Linked DNA regions of Pan troglodytes: region 1 is linked to region 2. Evidence: chromatin contacts called from public Hi-C data. All regions are on one chromosome and are shown on one strand. Each heading gives the region's core, a stretch centred on a gene start, on an enhancer-like site or on the middle of the called end of the contact. The rest is flanking DNA. Distances are from core to core; before and after follow the strand shown. Region 1 holds the start of ISL2 (ISL LIM homeobox 2). Region 2 overlaps TMEM266 (transmembrane protein 266).

Region 1 (2,763 bases), core at 203-2,702, 140 kb after region 2:
CTAGACCTCCTAAAGGTGGAGGCGGAGGTCAAAAGCCGGACGCTACTGGACGAGGCTTAAAGCGCTCGCCCCAGCGCGGGGCCGGTGAGGAACGTTCACCGTGGACCATGGTCGAATAATGTTAGCGTGCACTCGGGGCCTCGCCCTAGCCTTCTGCAAAGCTTCGGCCTGCGCCCTTGGCTGCATCCGTTTCGAGGCCAACCAACCTCATGCTCTTAGTAGAACGGCAGTAGCGACCGCGCCCTCAGGCCCACAAGCCCGAAGGTCTGGGCAGGGTCTGGAATGGTGGTGGAGACACTTTATCCGCAGGCGTTTCACCTCGCGCCCCACCCAGGCGCACACCAAGTTCTTGGTACTCCTTTTAATGGGAAAACAAGAACAGACACCATGGTTGGATAAATGTTATTTATAATTCATGGGCCGGTCTTTGAACCCTTTCAAACAAAACCCACAGCGAGTTCTTTGAAAGAATGCCTGGACTCTGCTCAGAGCTCTCAGATTTTCTCAGGACCAACGAGCCGCCGCCTCGCAGATACCACTGTAAATTACCCAGCGCCTTACGTTCGTTTCTGATTATTTGCATTGCAGTGGGTTTGTGAATGAAGGACAAGAGTTTAGAAAAATCTTTTATTTTGGAAGTTGGACACGCAATCGACCCCAGCAGTGTTCCTAAAAGGAGCTATGCCATTTGGATTGGGGAAAAATGAGGGGGCGGGGAAGTCCATGTTACATTCAAAACAACAACAGCAACAAATTAAAAGCAAAACAAAACAACAAAAAAAGGAAGTGGAGCAGGAGGAGGAGATGGTGGTGGAGGAGAGGGAGGAGGGGCAGCAGCAGCGGCAGCAGCAGCAAGGATGGAGTCAGGACCCGTCCCAGTCCCGGGTGAGCGCTTTTGGATCTGGGTTCTGGCTCAACCCACTTAATGCCCCAATCTGAAGTTTTCTACAGTGTGTGTGGATAGGAAAGTCTAAATAGAGTTTATCAGAACCCAGGTGGTCATTCTCTACCCTCTCTCTAGCTTGGACCCGAAGAACAAAGGCACATGAGAGGAGAAAGGTGACCAGCTGGACGATGACGGTCACGTCCAAACGGATCCCCCTTGTCCTTGGCTCTCTCGTCCTGAGAGTGGGTTTAATTTTTTTTTTTTAATTTATATAAGAAGGGAGCTCTTAAAGGAGAGCCATCTCCACCCTCAGGTATCCATCACCCACTCCAGCGCGCCTGGGAAAACCGCCCCGAAAGTCCAAGAGGAAGCTCAGAGTTGTAACGGCCGCGGAGCCAGCTCGGCGGTGACGCAAGGTCCAGTCCAGATTGCCAGGCCCGGGGCATGAGAGAGGATCCTTGTAGGTTTCGGAGGTGGGGGGGCTGCACTCCATTGTTCACTCCGGGCCAATCAGGGTTGGCCCACTTCCTCCCAGCCAATCTCCCTTCACCCCCAGCCTCCAACCCAACCCACGCCGCCCATCAGCCTCTGGATCCCCATCACCTCCCCCGCATCCCCGGCAGTTCTGGGGAAGCTTCGTGACGCCACAGGTCCCGCCCCCAGCTCCGGCCCGGGGCTAGTGCGTGTTGACGTCATGCTGCGTGCGGGCCGGTGCGGAATCGCTCCTTCAACTCCGCGGGGCAGTAGGAGTTAGTTAGCAAAGAGCCGAGGCCGGGCGCGCGACCCTCGTCCTTCTGCCCCTGGCCGCACACTTTGCGCACATCTCTTTTTCTGCATGGTGGATATTATTTTTCATTATCCTTTTCTGGGTGCTATGGGTGATCATTCCAAGAGTAAGTATTTCTGTGTGTGTGTGTGGGGTGGGGTGTGTGTGTATGCTTAATATGCAAAATTTCTAATGCAGAAAAATGTTTAGTGGATTCTACAAGTGGCTTCTATTTGTCAGAATAGTTTAGGAGAGGAAAAACGAATGCATGTCTCCTGCAGGACTGCTTATCTTTGGGAATCCTGTTGTTTTATTTTATAAGTAAACACTATTTCTCAAGCCGGCTAGGATGACTTCGGGCTGCGAAATCTGCTTCTGTTTTGCGCAAAGGCAATTAGGTTTGATTTAGGGATGTGGGGTTTTTTTTTTGTTTTTTGTTTTTGGTTGTTGTTTGTTTGCCTTTCGGTTTTTCAAAGCTAGGAAGCTTTCTTTCGCTTGCTCTGGGATATTTAAACTAAGAAATGTCTGAGAGGATGAGCGGGGACTGCCGAAAGACGATGTGTCTGTGTTGGGATAGGAGGCAGCCGCTGTGAGTGGGAGTGTGTGAGCGGAAATGCCAGGACAGCACCGTTAGGTGTTGATATCCAGGCGTCCGCAGTGCCTGTGTATTTACTCTCTTCTTAGTTTCGTGTTTGCGTTTAGTTTCAAGACACGTCGACAAAACGACTGTGATTAATGAATGTAATAACGAAATATTTGGGGTGGGGGACAGAAGAAACCTTCAGCAATCCACAAGATACTGGTTTTTCGTTTCCAATGCTCTGGACCTTTAGAGAGCTCATCATCTTTCCTTATGGTCGCAAGTCTTGAAAGAAAGAGCAAGAGAGCGAGCGGGTTGGGTTGGGGCTGGAGTGGCCGAGGCCGGCCTGGGTCCAGGCAGTCAGGCCTGACGCGGCCCCGCGCCCTTTCCCGGCAGAGAAGCCCGGGACGGCCATGTGCGTGGGCTGCGGGAGTCAGATCCACGACCAGTTTATCCTGCGGGTGTCGCCCGACCTCGAGTGGCACGCGGCCTGCCTCAAGTGTGCCGAGTGCAGCCAGTACCTGGACGAGA
Region 2 (2,700 bases), core at 50-2,549:
ATCAAAGAACAAAATAAGGCTGTCTGACATCACTTGTTCTGGTGTGGAGCCCTGCGTCTTCTCTGGGAGCTGAGGCCAGTCAGCAGTAGTCCACCCCATAAACCCCACTCTTGGCTTTCAGCCCCTAGGCTTGTGCTTGTGGAATCCACCTTCTTATTCTTTTTGAAAGTTCTTCTGGAAGGTGGGAGCAACTTTTGCCCACTTCGCCTGGCTTCCTAAGGATGAAAGGAGCGGATTTACCATCTCAGCCCATTTCAGGATCTTCCTCTGTGACAGCCTCCTGGCTCTGCCCACAGCCCATCTTGAGGCTGCACCTCAACTCACCTGGGGCTTGGGCCTGCCCCGTGTTGTTCTTTCTGCAGGTCTAAGCACTCCCGGTACAGCCGCTCTCCGCAGCACCTCCTCTGTCTCTCTCATCAGGGTCATTGGCTTTAGAGCTAACAGCACAGCCCTTGTTGTCCCTCAGCCAATGACCTATAAGACCCTGAATGCCAGATGCCACATTTGAGCCCACAGGGGAGCCAAGATCTGGGCTTGGAGGTTCCACAAAGAAACCAAGCCTTTAAAATACTCGTGCACATTCTAGGAGTGCTCTGAAGCTTTCAGTCCTGCCTGGCCCTCCTGCTCCTCCTCTCTCTGCAGCCCCCATAGTGGGCAACTTCCAGGAGGAGGAGGAGGAGGCAGGGGCAGAAGGGAGAAAGCAGGTCAGAGTCGAAGGCCACTTGGGGGAAACTGATAGGCTATGTGTCACCAGCAGGATGTCACGGGGTCTGCAGTGTCCCTGCTAACCCTCCTGGAAACTAAGGTAGGGGATATCTGGATAGGGCAGGCCCAGGCCTCCCATAGAGGTGCCAGACACACACCCTGGGAGCAGGTGCAGATGCTTCTCTGTCCAGCCCTGGGATCCCCCTGCCCACTCTTCCCTGCTTCTTCTGGGGTGTCTCCTGGGTACCTCCCGGCTCTGTGGATACTGCCTGCCCCAGCCTAGGCACATTGTTTCACAGCCAGCCCCAGAGCATCAACAGCAAAGCCAATGCCTCCAAGGCAAAGGGCAGAACACAGGGCTGGCGAGGAACACGCATGATTCACAGCCTCGCATGGTCCAGGGACACAGGGCATCCCCCAGCTGATCTCTCCTTGACCAGGAACTGTGTCCAGGGAGGGATTTTCATGACATTAGAAATTATGGCTGGACAAGCTGAGAGCACTGTAGGCTACTCTGGAGATGAAGTAAGGGCAGTGCTTGTTGCTAACTGTGACCTTCAGGCCAGCGAGGCTCTGAGGCCCACCTCATGCACAGGACACAGACAATCCAGGGATTAACCTACAGACATGAGCTGTGAGTCACAGAGCCTCGGGAGGGCCGTGTGTTTTGCAGGGTGGGGGAGGGCAGCCCAGGAGGGCGGGGTGCCAGCCCCAGCCATGAGGAGGAAGCAGCTCCACAGTCTCAACAGTTGCCAGCAGGTCACAGTCAGACAACGCCAAGCAGCTTCTGTTTAGACTTGCTGTAGCACAAATCATTTTTAAAACCTAGGCTGCAGAGTTCCAGGCTTTGGGGCCTGCCAAGTTCACAGTGCCCCTGTGTAGTCATTAATACTTCTCTCCCAAATTTATTAGTCTTGAAGCTCGCCCATAACTTATGAATTACAGCCCCTGGTGGGAGTGCCACGGATTTCACCATATATCACAGGGAACCTTCGCGTCCCCCACGCTGCTGCAGTATCCAGAGACACTGCCGCAGGGGTGCATGTGGCCAGCCTGCTCTGTGCCTGCCTCTGCCGGGCAGCCCCAGGGGAGGGAGCTGAGCTGGCACCAGTGCTTGTCCTTGGAGAGGAGCGGGCCTGGCTGATCATGAAGGCAAGGCTTTCCACTGGCCTCTAAATGTGTGGGCCTGACCGCGACACTGGGGACCCCAGGAACCCCAGGGCTGTAGGACTAGATCTGAAAGAGCCTCAGGCAAAGTAGCATTTGAAGCAACCGGAGGGACATGGGTTTAGAACTGAGGTCTGGGTTTGAATTTCAACTGGGCTTTGAGCAAGTTACTTCTGTGATCAGGGCTGGCTTCATGGATGCATGACCTGTGTGGTCACACAGGGCCCTAACTTTGGTTCACTGCTCTGCTGTTACCCTCTTGAAATTCTTAATACCTTTTAAACAAGGGACCTAGAAATTATGTAGCTGGTCCTGTCTCAGTCTTAGTGTTTTCAAAATGAAACAGGTGTAGAAGTTCTTCACTGAGAAGGATTGAACATTTAGTCATATGCACAGCTCTCATCCCTTGTATACAGTAGGCGCTCAGTGAATATTAGTGCCCTCCCTTGGTGAGGGCTGCCAAGCCATGGAAGAGCAAGTTGGAGTTTAGGAGCAGGAGCCCAAACCAGGAATCAGAGCCTTGCCCTGGGCTTTGGGGCCTGGGTCTGCACAGGGCATGTGGTTGGTGCCCCATGCCCCTCTGCCACACCACAGTCCATGCAGCCTGGCCAGTCCCCACCACCTCCAGGAAGCCTGGCCCAGCTGACTCACCACCCTTTCTCTCCACCTCTGCCTCCTCGCTGGGCAGGTCGGGGGCTCCACCCAAGGGGTAAAACCCACATAATGAGCATTGGCACCACTGCACTTGACGGGCTTTAGGAGGATTAGTCAGGTTGGGTTTGCAAAGTGCTCACACCCTGGGAAGAAATGCGCCAGGCAGCAGAGAGC

Evidence for each region. A called contact is a pair of places that touch in the nucleus more often than the background predicts.
Region 1: a contact with region 2 is called in a Hi-C map of stem cell-derived neural progenitor cells, with 3 times the contacts expected there. The contact joins the promoter of ISL2 here to the enhancer-like site in region 2. A contact is called at or near these places in 2 of 7 Hi-C or Micro-C datasets (induced pluripotent stem cells and stem cell-derived neural progenitor cells) and 1 of 1 datasets of contacts at active chromatin or transcription factors (stem cell-derived excitatory neurons).

Annotation. Positions count from the first base shown.
Region 1 is chr16:68,270,196-68,272,958 of NHGRI_mPanTro3-v2.0_pri, forward strand. It overlaps ISL2 (ISL LIM homeobox 2), which reads left to right and starts at 1,453. Exons shown (of 6, transcript XM_063795302.1): 1 at 1,453-1,779; 2 at 2,629-2,763. The coding sequence starts at 1,722.
Region 2 is chr16:68,126,947-68,129,646 of NHGRI_mPanTro3-v2.0_pri, forward strand. The region is part of intron 9 of TMEM266 (transmembrane protein 266); the gene reads left to right. Among named protein-coding and RNA genes, the nearest start is that of ETFA, 120 kb to the right of the region's middle. Within about 2 kb of position 1,300, at least 4 of the 24 cell types and tissues checked have an H3K27ac peak or open chromatin away from gene starts, as enhancers often do. A contact at or near this core is called in stem cell-derived neural progenitor cells, where this site is marked.